Regions from separate parts of the Cricetulus griseus genome. Here region 1 is linked to region 2. The links are chromatin contacts, called in public Hi-C maps. All regions are on one chromosome and are shown on one strand. Each heading gives the region's core, a stretch centred on a gene start, on an enhancer-like site or on the middle of the called end of the contact. The rest is flanking DNA. Distances are from core to core; before and after follow the strand shown. Region 1 has its middle 41 kb from the start of Ier5. Region 2 holds the start of Ier5 (immediate early response gene 5 protein).

Region 1 (6,466 bases), core at 2,454-4,953, 42 kb after region 2:
GTTCTGACAGGTCACCAGGCCCATGCCCATGATGTTTGACGCTCAGACATGTGGTAGCATCCTTTGCTTTTCAGCTGGCAGGCATGGCCCCCTTCCTGGGCTGGCTTGGTGCTGAGGACTGGCCCTGTGCCCTGCTCCTCTGCCAGCTGGGCGGCTGGGCCCGCAGCAGCTTGGACAAGCTTGAAGGCCCAGCAGGGCCTCTGTGAGAGGCAGCCTTCCTGAGCCCTCTGTTAACACTGGGCCATCTGGTGTCTCTGTCCCCTTTTGTATGCCTGGGTTGGGGTGGGGTGGCAGAGGCAGGGAGGCAAGAGAGCAGGGTACAGGGGATGCCATGGTCAGCTTTTCTCCCAGTTGAAGATGGAGAAGTTTGAGGGAAACCAATCCTGGAAAGGAGGTAGCCACTGCAGACTCAGGAGAGACTAGGCAGGATGGGGACAGTGCTGTGAGCTCTCTCTCTCTGTGTGCTCGTGTGTATATGTGTATGCATGCATATGTATATATGTGTGTGTATGTGTTCGTGTATGTGTATGTATGTATGCGTGAATGTGTGTGAGTGTGTGTGTTTCCCTAGAATCTTGATAGATGCAAGGAAAGGAAGACAGAGCAGGATGTAGGACTAGAACCAGAAGGAAAGTACTGAATGGAGAAGAAAGTATGATACAGAACAGGAATGGAAGTCACCAGAAAGCTATGAAGGGGCCTGGGGACTTGGCCTAGTTGGTAAAGTGCTTGCCACATAGGCGTGAAAACCTGACTTTAGTTCCCTAGAACCCATCTGAAAAGCTGGGCATCTTGTGTGTGCCTGCAATCCCAGGCACTAGGGAGGTAGAAACAGGAAGATCCTTAGGCATCCTTGGCTAGTCTAGTTGAACTGGTGAGCTCCAGATTCAGTGAATGAGCCTGTCTCAAAAAATAAATAAGGTGGAGAGTGACTGAGAAGGTTCTCAACACCAACTCCTGGTCTCTACATTCAGGAACACATGTTCATGCACACCCTGTCCCCAAGAAAACTGTGAAGTAGAGGCAAAGGTATTAGCAAGTCTCTAAGGGAAATATATTTGGCTACCCTCTTTTGGCCTAAGAAAAAGGAAGTAAGAGAGTACGGCTGGGGTCCTTCCCTGTTTAGGCAGTATGAGAAAGGAGGTGGCTGGGGCCTATGGGTGGCACTCATTAGAGAAGCCTGGGTCCCAGAAGCTCCATCCACAGCTCCAGCTTGGGTTCCTGTCACAACTGTCATTAGCTGTGGATGTCAAGAGGGAGTCCTACCTACCCCAGCAAGTCTTTTCAGGACAGCTGTAGTCTCTGGAGCTTTTGAGAAAAAGTGCTCCTGACAAACATTCATCCTTTTTGTTGTGGTTCCCAGGGCACTGGGGGCTGTGGTGGGCTTTAAGGACCTTGAGTTCTGGGGACTTCACAGTGGCATGGCATGAATAACAGTTATAAAGAAACATGGATGACAAGACCACTGCTTTGTATTTCTCTGGAGCCTTTGGAGTTGGTCTCCTTTTGTGTGTTCAGTGAACACTTTTTTGTGGGAACTGCACAGACTGACCTTGGGTTGGAAGCATCTCTTCCTGAAGATACTGTTCTTAAGGCCCACTCAGAATTAAGCTCCCCTCCCCGGCTGGGTTTTCTAAGTAGTACCTCATTCTTGCCTGTACCTATCCAAGGTATGGTAAGCCCTTTTGATGTCCTTGAACAGGCCCTGTCGTTGATAACAGCATCTTTCTTCTGGTCCCATCTGGTCACCATTGCTGTCCTTGAGGCAGGAAATCTCTTCTAAACTAATTCCTGATGGAGCTGCTTGGAGAGCACATTAGGCTCTGTTGCAGTTGAGTGTGATTGATTTAGCACACGTAGATCCATTTAGCATCAACCAAAAAGCATCACGGCTTTTTGTTTTGTTTTGTTTTGTTTTGTTTTTCCTCCCACCATTATAGTCGCTGAAGAGAACCTGTTGGAAGCTCTGAGGAACATTCTGCAACTCTGATGGTGAAGTGGGGGTGCCCCAACCTGCTCCCCAAATGGACAAGTGTGTTGTGGTGTCAGTCCTGCTGAGCTTTGGAGGGGACTGCAGTGTGAGAGGGGAGTGCCCATTGCCAGAGCCATGTTCACCTTGAAGAAGGTCAGGCTGTGGATCAGAAATCTTGAAGGTCACCAGATGAAGCTGCAAGTGGACAGAGCTTTATAGGGAGGAGATGCCCATTCACACATGTCTACAGACAGGCTCACAGCTGGCTTGGGCGACCTGAGGTAGTCATTGAGGTGACCTCAATCAACTGCTATTTACTCAGTACTTAGGACTTGGACATTGTACTACAGATGGTCACAGTTAGTTCTGCCAATCACCTTGAAAGGCAGGAGTGAGGAAAGCATGGTCCAGAGAGACTAAGGCGTTTTCCTACTATCACATGGCTAGTAAATGGCAGTCACTTTTTAAACTGTCACCAAGGGAGGACAAAAGCTGGGTGCTTTCTAGAGAGCTGTACTTCTGTCTGGCTTGATGGGAATGTAATAGAAGGGTAGGGGTGTTGGGGTGCTGTTGGAGAGTGTCAGAAATGATTGCAAGGTAAGTCCCAGGGTTAAAAATGCTGTGAGTAGCAGGCAAGGTAGAGCGCTTGCCCAGCATAGATGAATCCCTGGATTTGACAATCCCAGCACTGTATAAAGCGGTCGTAGAACTGCAAATCCAGCACTTGAGAGGTGGAGACAGGAGGATCAGAAGTTCAAGGTCATCCTCAACTACATAGTGAATTCATGGATCACATAAGATAGATGGGTCCCTTGATCTCAAAAGGAGAGAGAAAGGGAGGGAGGGAGATAGAAAGATAGAGAGATAGAGGGAGACAGGGAGAGATGCAGAGAGAGAACATGCTGTCTCCTCAGTCTGAGCAAGACATTGATGTTTGGAAAGCTGACATGCATTTCTTTAAAATGGAGAAAATAACAGGCACAGAGGCACAGGCCTGGACTGAGAGATGCCTCAGTGAACAAGAGTGAGGACCTGATTGGATCCTAGCCCACATCAAAAGCTGGGAATGGCTGCACCTGAGTCTGGAAAAACCCCAGAGCTGTGTGGGGCAGAGACAGGAGAATCACGGGGGCCTGCTGGTTGCCAACCTAGCTCTAGCTCAAGGTCCTGTGAAGCCCCTTTCTCAAAGGAACAAGACAGAAAGTACTAGAGCAGGACACCTGAGGTCCTCTCCTGTTGACTTCTTTGTGTGCACACACATACACACACACACACACACACACACACACACACACACACATACACACACACACACAGAGATACACACAGACACACACACATACACACACAGATACACACACACACACACACACAGACACACAGACAGACACACACACACACACAGATACACACAGACACACACATACATAGATACACACACCAGAGACACAGACACACATAGACACACACACATATACACATACACACAGAGATACACATACACACACACACACACACACACACACACACACACACACACACACACAGAGGTGTGCGCAAGTGCACAAGACACATTTCTTTGTCAGGGTGAGATCCAGTGAAGGCATGGGTGGAGGGAGGTGCATGCTTGAGTTGCCCTGCCAGTGGCTGGGGAGGGGAACAGCTAAAGGAAAGAGACAGCATCGAGGCCGAGGAGAAGGGTGCTGAGGAGGGGTGTGTGAGGACACATCCACAGAGACACTGGGAGGCTGGGGTGAGTGGGAGGAATGAAAAGTGACTGAAGCTGGCTGGGAGGGTTAGGGTTATTTTTAGAAATGAGGAAGTCACTGGCAGGAGGTGTTTTGGGCAGGGGAGGGGACAGGAAGGGGAAGAAGGGGAGTAGATTCAGCCTGGGTGAGCAGATTGGCAGCTGGACATTTAAGTAGTGTCAGTCGGTAGTAGCAGGGGTCCCTGACCGTTAACCTCAAGTCTTCTTCAAGAGGGTGTTCAGTGGTCTCACTATCTCTGAGGTGCTGGGCTCATAGTTGAAGATGCTTGGCTTTCAATGTGTGCCTCCTGGTGGCCTCAAAAGCTTGAGTGTTTTGGGAGTTGTGGGGTTATCATCAGCTGGCCCTTAGAGACAGCAATGACAATGCCACCTTGCCAGCCAGTACTCCTCTGTTGGCCCTTTAGACCTTCAGAGAAGCTACAGTTACAGCAAGTATATCTTTAGAGGCTGCTTCCAGGACAAGTCTTCACACAGACCCAGTAGGGCCTGCTCCATCTTCCCCTAGGGTGACTCCTGCATCCTTGTTAGAGCCCAGCCACAGAACCAGGGGAGACATTCTGACTCACAAGACCTAGCAAGGCTTAGCCTGGGAGAAAGTAGAGGCTCATTCATCCTCCCCCTGAGAAGAGAGCTGTCTGGATACTGATGACTCCTGGATCCTCCATTCACCAATTCTGGACCCTTTAATCATTCCACAGGGACAAGCACTATGTGATTTAAAATTTTAGAACTGGGATAATGCTAAGTTTTAGGTGAGACAGACAGTTCTAGGAAGAAACAAATTATAAAGGAAATAAGATACACTCACTCAGTGTTTTTGACCAGTGAGTGTGACTGACCACAGCCCTGACAGATCAAGGGCTGGGATGGTACTGAGGGTCGTGGTGCCAAACAAACACACTACAGGAGGAACTATACCTCAGGTTTGGGAACTTGAAGCATCATTCCAGAGGAAGTGATGTCTTAACTAAGGAAAAAGATAAGACCAAAACTGTCCAAAAGGGAGTGTGATTGCTGTGAGCCACAGGGACACCAGGAGCCAAGCAAGCCCTAATGGAATGGGTTCCAGCTCCACTGTGGCACCAGGAGGCCACTCTCAAAAGGGAACCAGGTGTTCAAAGACGCCTCTCAGTGGGACTCAATTGGGAGTGTGCTTAGAATCATTTGGGAACTCAGAAAAAAACAAAAAAAATCCCCAAACCAAAAGCCAATGTGGTCACTAGGCTCCACCTACCCTCTGACGGTCTGATTTGTTGGGTTGGAAGAAAATGTTCGAGCACTGGCAAAATATGAAGATCCCCTTTGACGCTGGCATGCTGTGCTGGCTAGGTTGGTTTGTTTTGTGTTGTGTTCAAGTAACATAAAGTAGGGTCATTTGGGAAGAGGGAGCCTCAGTGGGAAAACGCCTCCATCAGAGCGGCCTGCAGGCCAACCTCATTTTCTTTAATTATTGGTGTAGGAAGGCTCAGCCCGCCTGGGTCACTAGAGCCACCCCTGGCAGGTGGTCCTGGGAAGAATCAGAAAGGCAGCTGAACATCAGCTATTAGAGCAAGGCAATAAGCGGCATTTCTCAGTGGCCTCTGCTTCAGTTCCTGCCTCCAGGTCCCTGTTCTGACTTCCTCAGTGACACACTGTGATGTGGAAGTGTGAGCCAAATAAACCCTTTCCTCCCCCAGGTTTCATTTCATCACTGTGTTTAACGTAGCAATAGAAAGTAAACTAGGACAGGTGCAGACTGAATATCACGGGTCACCTCTGGTATGTTTGCAGACTTTTGCTAACTTACTAGCTGGTTTGCTCCCTGGAGCAAAGACTAGAGTTCAGTATGGAGTGACAAGGGGTAGGGAAAGAAAAGAGTTGTTTTTAGGGTCTGAGCCCCTGGCTTTCTCTCTGGAGGTTCTGCTATCCATTTCCCCTCTTTACCTCTCCACTCTTGGCCACCACCTGAACCAACCCCTGTGCCTTTCCCTGATGTCAGTCCTATCCTTGTCCCCATCCTTCAGGGGAGACAGTAGACCTCTTCTGTAGGATGTGGGTGGGCTCCAGGTTCTCTCTAGGCTCAGGTAGGTAGGTACTCCTCCACTTGGTACTTTAGGCCTCCCCTTTTCCATGCCTTTCACATCTCAGTCACTAGTTTCTGCATCAAAAGAGCCCCACACCTGTGATGCCCTTTGCTTTTGTTTCCCTTCCTGGGATGTCTTCCTCACTTGTATTAAGTTCCTCTTTTGGTTGATGTGTCAAAACACCTGATTAAAGCAATTTAAGGTAGGAATGGATTATTTTGGCTCCTGGTTTGAGAGACTATACTATGGTACAACCGAGAGTGAAGCAGCTGGTTACATTGTGTCTGCAATCAAGATTCAGAGAGAGATGAATGCGGGCACTTATTGGCTTCCTCCATTCTCCCTTTTTATTCAGCACAGGCCCTAGTCACAGAATGGTGCCTCCCCCAATTTGGGTAGGATTTCCCTCCTCAGTGTCTGGAAATACTCACAGACACATACAGGAGTATGTGTCCTAGGTCGTTCCAAATCCGGCAAAGTTGCCATTATACTGCCTTTTCTATCGGAACTCCCCATGATCCTTTACAAAGCTTAGGGGTGACCCCCAGGAAGTTTATTACACGAATTCCAGTCACTTGGCTCTTACCATTCCCTGTAGCCCCTGCCCTGCGTGCCAACAGATATGCATGGAAGTGAATAGAGACTGCACAACCCCAGACCTAA
Region 2 (6,466 bases), core at 2,865-5,364:
TGTGCTGGGATCACAGGTATGCACTACTGTGCTCTGCCATCACAGAATTAATGAGGCGTTTTACATTTTCTTTTTGAGAGTAAGTTCGTTATAACCTCCTGTGTATTTTATATTTGTCACACTTATCACTTCAAGATTCAAAAATATGACACAGTAAATGGATTCTCGAGGGGCAGGGACATCCTGTTTTTATTTTAAAATTGATTTAAGTCAAAAAAATTGAATGCTTAGTATCTTGGGTCACACTAGCCACATTTCATAGTCACTGTGTCCCCACATTTTTGGTTGTAGAAGCTTCCTTGTCACAAGTGCTTGGTCCCTTGAGAGATGGATTCTGAAGAGTCCATTCTGTTGGCTCAGGGTTAGAGGAAATCCTGGCAATAATTGCGAAAGCACAATTGCAAGTTAGCTGAAATTTGCTAAGCAAGCCCCCGTGATGTGCTAGGCCCTGATGAAATAAAAAGGACAACCATAGCAACAGGTAAGGCTTCATAAGTGCTTATATGTGCCACAGCCTGAACTAAGCAATGCAAGTATCTTTATTAGTCCCATTTTACATGGTAGACTGAGGCACAAAGCTAGGATGCTGTTTTCTCTTTTCATTAGAGGTGAAGTAACTTTTTGAAGTTCACATAGAAAATAAGAGGGAGATTCAGGCATTAAAGCCCAGAGCCTCACACAGTCAAGTATGAATCCTACCATGCCAACTTACACTGCTCTATAACTTTGAGAAGTTGACTTCACTTCTCAGAGTCTCAGTTTACTCATTGATAATTCCTGTAAGGGACCATTGCGGTGTTTGGTGGGCCTTATGATTATTAGAGATATACCCCTCTGGATGTACCACCATGGCCACCCTAACTGTCACAATATTGTAATAGCCCCTGCCAGCTGACAGGACATTTTTACTAGCTCTTTGCCCTTCCTGCCATCCTGCCTGTCCTACAGGAACCTTTTGTAACCTGACATTGAAAGGGCTTCATCACCTATTTTGCTGGTTAGAGTCTGTGTCCCATCAGTCATTCCATATTTTCACTATCCCTGTCTTTGATGAGGGCACAAGCTGGGAGGGGTACTGGGCAAAAAAGGAGAAAATGATAAGGAACTATAAAGAAAATGAAGGAGTATAAAGTATACCGTGGTGAATGGTGGGATAGTTCAGCTCAGATGGGTCGGATAGCCTGACCTCAGGCCCCATTAACACCCTATGGATAGCTGGCAGCATCCGGGATCATCACTTCATCACTGGAATTTTTTCTCTCTTGTGTGTGTGTGTGTGTGTGTGTGTGTGTATGTGTGTGTGTGTGTGTGTGTGTGCTCACCTTTGCATGCTTATATGAAGGCCAGAGTTCAGTATCTTCCTCAATCTCACTCCACCTAATTTATCTCTTTTTCTTTTCTTTGGTAATTCCATACACAAATACAAAGTATTTAGATTGCATTTAGTGTCCTCTACCCCATTCCAACTCCTCCTGGAACCCCACACCCTTCTCCCAACCTTATCATCACATCCCTCTTCTCTTCTTCACCCTACTGAGTTCACTGAGTGCTGCCCACATTGCTGCCCACAGGTGTAGAGCTACCCACTGCAGCACGGGCAACCTACCAGGGGTCATATCTCCCTTCTTTAGCAGCCATCACTTGCCAAAAGTTCCTCAGCTTGGGGTAGGGCCTCATGAGCTTCTCTCCTATTCATGCTGGAGTCCCATCTTATTTTTTGAGATAGGGTCTCTCACTGAACCCGGAGCTTGCCATTTCAGCTAGACTGGCTATCCAGTGAGTCCCTGGAAGCCTGTTTCTGCTCCCCAGCCCAGGGAGGCATGCACCACTGAGCTTGGCTTTCTATAAGGGTGCTAGGATTCAAACTCTGATCTCTGTGCTTAAGCAACAAGCTGTTGCCCTGTCTCTTTATTTATTCTTTTTCTTCACTCTTTCTAGTTCTGTCTAATCCAGGCCTTCTCAATAATCCTTTGCCGAAACATTCACAGAAGTTTTATAATTAAATACTATAGTTGAACAATCACCTGCATACTGATGGTTCTAGAATCCATCCTGTGGCTCTCTTATTATGGGGAAATCTTTAGTGAGTCCCTGAGGCCCCATCTCCTCGTGGAAGCATCCATGACTTACTATCATCACCTTGGCAACCTGACAAATGAGATGCTCCCTGTACTCCATCCTTGCTTTGCGGTTTAGAGTCTGTGGATTCTACCTAAGGGCTTTCAGTACCTCTTCAAATACGCTTTCCCTACTAAAACTTTCATCTATGTTCCTTCCCTCTCCAGTCCCTTCTGTTGCTCCAAATTCAAGTGTAGGGTAGCATGTCCTAATAACTAAGGTGTATTGAAAGTGTACATATGTCCAGTGCTGTGCTAAGAGGTTTTTTTTTTTATATGCGTAGTAAATGTTTTGTTCTCACAGAGCTCTAAGAGGTAGGCTCTATTACTATCTCTGTAATCAAATAAAAAAGACTGAATCAAAGAGAGGGAAATAACTTTCCACAGTGTACTTAGCAAGTAAGAAGTGGAGCTGGGTTTCTTACCCTGGTAGCCTGTGCCTGTAAGCATTGTTTCACAGTGATTTAAAAGTTCTCAAACTGTCGAGTTGACAGTCAGAGTCTGGTGAGGCCTGAGGATGTGGCCCTTCCCAGATGCTTCAAAGCCCTGTTAGGAATATCTCAGTCCCCATGAAACCCTATTTTCAGGTTTACCAGAAAATTTGGTAGGAACGGGATTGATGTCCTTTGACTTTTTAAAAATAAAATCAGAATGATGTTCGGTGGGTGTGGTATTGCACACCTTTAGTCCCAGCATGGGGAAAGCCAGCTAGTTCCAGGACAGCCAGAACTACACAGAGAAATCCTGTTTCGAAAAACCAAAAATAAATAAATATTTAAAAGAAATTCTGATTAAAATAAATAAAGCTTTGGGGCTGGAGAGATGGTTCAGTCATTAAGAGCACTGGTTGCTCTTCTAGAGGTCCTGAGTTCAATTCCCACCAACCACATGGTGACTCAGAATCATCTAGAATGGGATCTGGTGCCCTCTTCTGTCCTGCAGACATAGGAGAAGACAGAGCACTCATAAGAAAGGAAGAAAGAAAAGAAAGAAAGAAAGAAAGAAAAGAAAGAAAGAAAGAAAGAAAGCTTTGAAAGACCCAGGTCCTGCACCTGTCCATGGTCACTAGCCAAGTCACTGAGTCCACTCAAGATGGATTGTCAGTTGGCAATAAATTTAAGCAAACTGTGTTAGACAGGAGCATGGGACATCTCTGTGCAGTTGTCTTAAGTACCACTTATTATGTGGCATCAGTAAATGTACCCATGAGATGCACTATTACCTGGTACATTCTCTGTGTTCCCCTGAACAGGTCATTTGTAATGCAGCAGGCTCTTATCAGAACCTCACTAAGCTGCTCTCCTGTGGTCAAGCCTTACTCTCACTAGTATTTTTTTCTACATAAACACATTGTTTGGAGAAACCCTACTGTGGGATTAGGTCAACTTTGCACACAGGCTCCATGAAAGTGGCACTTAATTTTATGGTGTCTAAGAGTTGTCATGCATCTTTTGTATAATAAAGTGGGTGTATACATGATTTCTCCTTTTTAGAATTGAAACTAAAAGACTATGAGGTAATTTACAAAGTCAGAAGGCACTAATACAATCTTGTGGCCCCTTTGCTAGGTACTTTTAAGACTCAGTGGATGGAACCCTTTCCCCATACTATTAGCTTGACATAAAACAAATTTACAACATTATTATGGGAACCCAGAACTTCTCTATTTGTATTTTTAGAACTTACTAGATTTCCCCAAGTGTGGATTAGTTCAGTTACTGTGTTAATAAACAAACAACAAATAAAAACAACCAAACAAGCAAACACTTCGGAGAAGTAGGTAACACCTCCTATTTATTCCATTTAATCTGTGTGACAACCGAGAATTTAGGGAACTAAGTGAAAGATGCCAGCTTTAGGTGAGAAACAATGACTTTGTACTTGAACACTGTTCCTTGATAGGCCAGAAGCTTGGGAATTTCTAGAACCTCCCCTTTTGCTTGTGGTCAGATGCTGAAAGTGTGACGCTAATGGGAAAGGATCTGACTCCAAAATAATATCTCAAATACCTCGTACTGTTTGTCGTTCAGGATTGTCCCTGCTTTGTATTGCCATAGCTTCTATTCCTGCCAAGAAATGGTGTGAGCAGCTGGAAACTGCGCACGAAAGGAGCCGAACTTTACTATGTAGTAGATTCCAGCACTCCAAACCAACGAAAGTTCCAATAGTCCGCTTCTAGTGAGGTTGGCTAAGACAGCTCACAAATCGGAATTTGTGACGACAGACAGTTCTGTGGGCCTCACTCACCTTCACCGTTACCTCGGACCCAAATCCCACCGCACTTGGTCCCTGGGCCGCCTGCGATCGCCCTCTTTAAGAGCTTGCTCCGCGGGACTAACGTTTGAACCGGCCCTGGCGCCCCTCCTCCGCCTCCGATTGGCTGGGGACGGCGCACGAGGCACATCGGCCCGCCCAGAACGGTTGGCGGCGCTTTGTGATTGGCGTTCGAGGAGTCTATATAAGGCGCTGTGTGGGGCTCGTTCCGCTCAGTTTAGCGACCAACGCAGATCAGGTTTGTTGTCTGCGGCGAAGAGGCGGAGGGGGCTACGCATCACCGGGTCTTTTCTCCACCGAGCTTTCAGCCGCCGAGGGTGCACCCCAGAGGCGATCCTGTTTCCGCCTCCCTCTCCTCTCGCAGCTTCGGCGTTCACCCCATCGTCTAGGCGCCACTCTCGAGAAGCGGAGGCAGGATGGAGTTCAAGCTGGAGGCTCACCGCATCGTCAGCATCTCCCTCGGCAAGATCTACAACTCGCGGGTCCAGCGCGGCGGCATCAAGCTACACAAGAACCTCTTGGTGTCGTTGGTGCTGCGCAGCGCCCGCCAGGTCTACCTGAGTGACCCGTGCCCTGGCCTCTACCTGGCCGGCCCTACGGGTATCCCGACGGTGCCGCCGCCTCAGCAGCCCGGAGAGCCGGTGGCCGGGCCACCCTCCGGTTGGGGAGAGCCGCCTCCGCCGTCCGCCCGCGCCGCCTGGCCGGAGCCCGAGCCGCAGCCTCAGCGCCCTTCGGTGTGCCACACGCCGGGAACGGGAAGCTCGGAGCCGGTGGCCGCCGTGGCCGGAGCTGGGGACGCTCTCCCGGGCCGAGAGGCAGACTCGGCGGCAGCTGCTTGGGGCCGCGTGGAGCGTCCGCGCGCGATGGCTTCTGGAGGCGGCCCGGACACGTGCCCCGAGGGGCCCCGGGCAGTGCGCCGCCCGTGCGGCTGTCCCCCGGCCCGGGAGGAGCAGCCAGCCGAGGACGGTTCCCCCGCGCCACCCGCCCCGTGTCCCAGGAAGCGCGGCGCAGCGGGAGTGGGTGGTGGCCGCGCTGGCTGCCCGGCGCCCGGCTCGACCCCTCTCAAGAAGCCGCGCCGGAACTCGGAAGAGCAGCCGAGCACCGGCGAGGAGGACACGGACACGGACGAGGAGATGGAGACCGGGAACGTGGCAAACCTCATCAGCATCTTCGGCTCTAGCTTCTCGGGACTCCTACGGAAAAGCCCTGCGGGCGGCCGGGAGGAAGAGGAGGCGGAGGAGAGCGGCCCGGAAGCCGCCGAGCCTGGGCAGATCTGCTGCGACAAGCCGGTGCTGAGAGACATGAGCCCCTGGAGCACAGCCATCGTGGCCTTCTGAGTCTCCGGGGCCCGAGCGGCTGGAGCTTGAGCAGCGGGCGTCCCCGAAGTTCGGCCGTGGCCTTTCCCGGCCCCGAGGACGAGCCGAGACCGTAGGCGCTGGGCGCGTAGGGGGAGACTGGTTGCTGCCGGGCAGCACATCGCCCCGAACGGGGCAGCCCGGCTGGGCCGTGGCTCTCGAGTCTCACGCAGAGAGACCTAGAGTTGGAGGCTTATCGGAAGAGGACGATCGATCGTTAAATTTTGTGTCTGTGTGTGACTGTGTGTGTGTGTGTGTGTGTGTGTGTGTGTGTGTGTGTGTGTGTGTGTGTGTGTGTGTGTGTCCGTGTGTAAGTTTGTCTTGTGTTGTTGAGACTGTTCTGTGGTTCTGGAATGCACCACCCCTTCCCCGGGGCTTGAGACTTTTGGGGGCGCAGACAGGGACTTTCCTCTGCCAGCAGCACAGAAAAGGAAGCTGCTGAATGGCTCGAGGCAGGGGAGTTCCCCATTTGATCTTGGGGGAGAGAGGGACTTTACACACTCTCATGAAAGCTAGAACCTCATCGGCGCGCCGAGTGGCGTTTCCTCACAGGATTTCCTCAGACGAGAGGGAGTTCGCCTGGAGTAGAGACTTGTATTATTTTTCTCCCTCCCTACCTTTCTCTGGCACGGAAGAAGCGCTTCTACCCTGTGATTACTCTGGGACAGCAGAACATTAAGGGACCTTCAATTCCTCAAAGGGGATAAAAAAGCTTGGTGA

The links. Hi-C and Micro-C count contacts between places; a contact is called where the count stands out from the background.
Region 1: a contact with region 2 is called in a Hi-C map of the CHL-YN cell line, with 2.4 times the contacts expected there. The contact joins the enhancer-like site here to the promoter of Ier5 in region 2. A contact is called at or near these places in 6 of 8 Hi-C or Micro-C datasets (the CHK-Q cell line, the CHL-YN cell line, the CHO-K1 cell line and 2 more).

What each region holds. Positions count from the first base shown.
Region 1 is chr5:36,695,073-36,701,538 of CriGri-PICRH-1.0, forward strand. No RefSeq gene overlaps it. Among named protein-coding and RNA genes, the nearest start is that of Ier5, 41 kb to the left of the region's middle. Within about 2 kb of position 3,704, at least 2 of the 6 cell types and tissues checked have open chromatin away from gene starts, as enhancers often do.
Region 2 is chr5:36,652,727-36,659,192 of CriGri-PICRH-1.0, forward strand. It overlaps Ier5 (immediate early response gene 5 protein), which reads left to right and starts at 4,115. Exons shown (of 1, transcript XM_027417347.2): 1 at 4,115-6,466. The coding sequence starts at 4,808. The coding sequence ends at 5,728.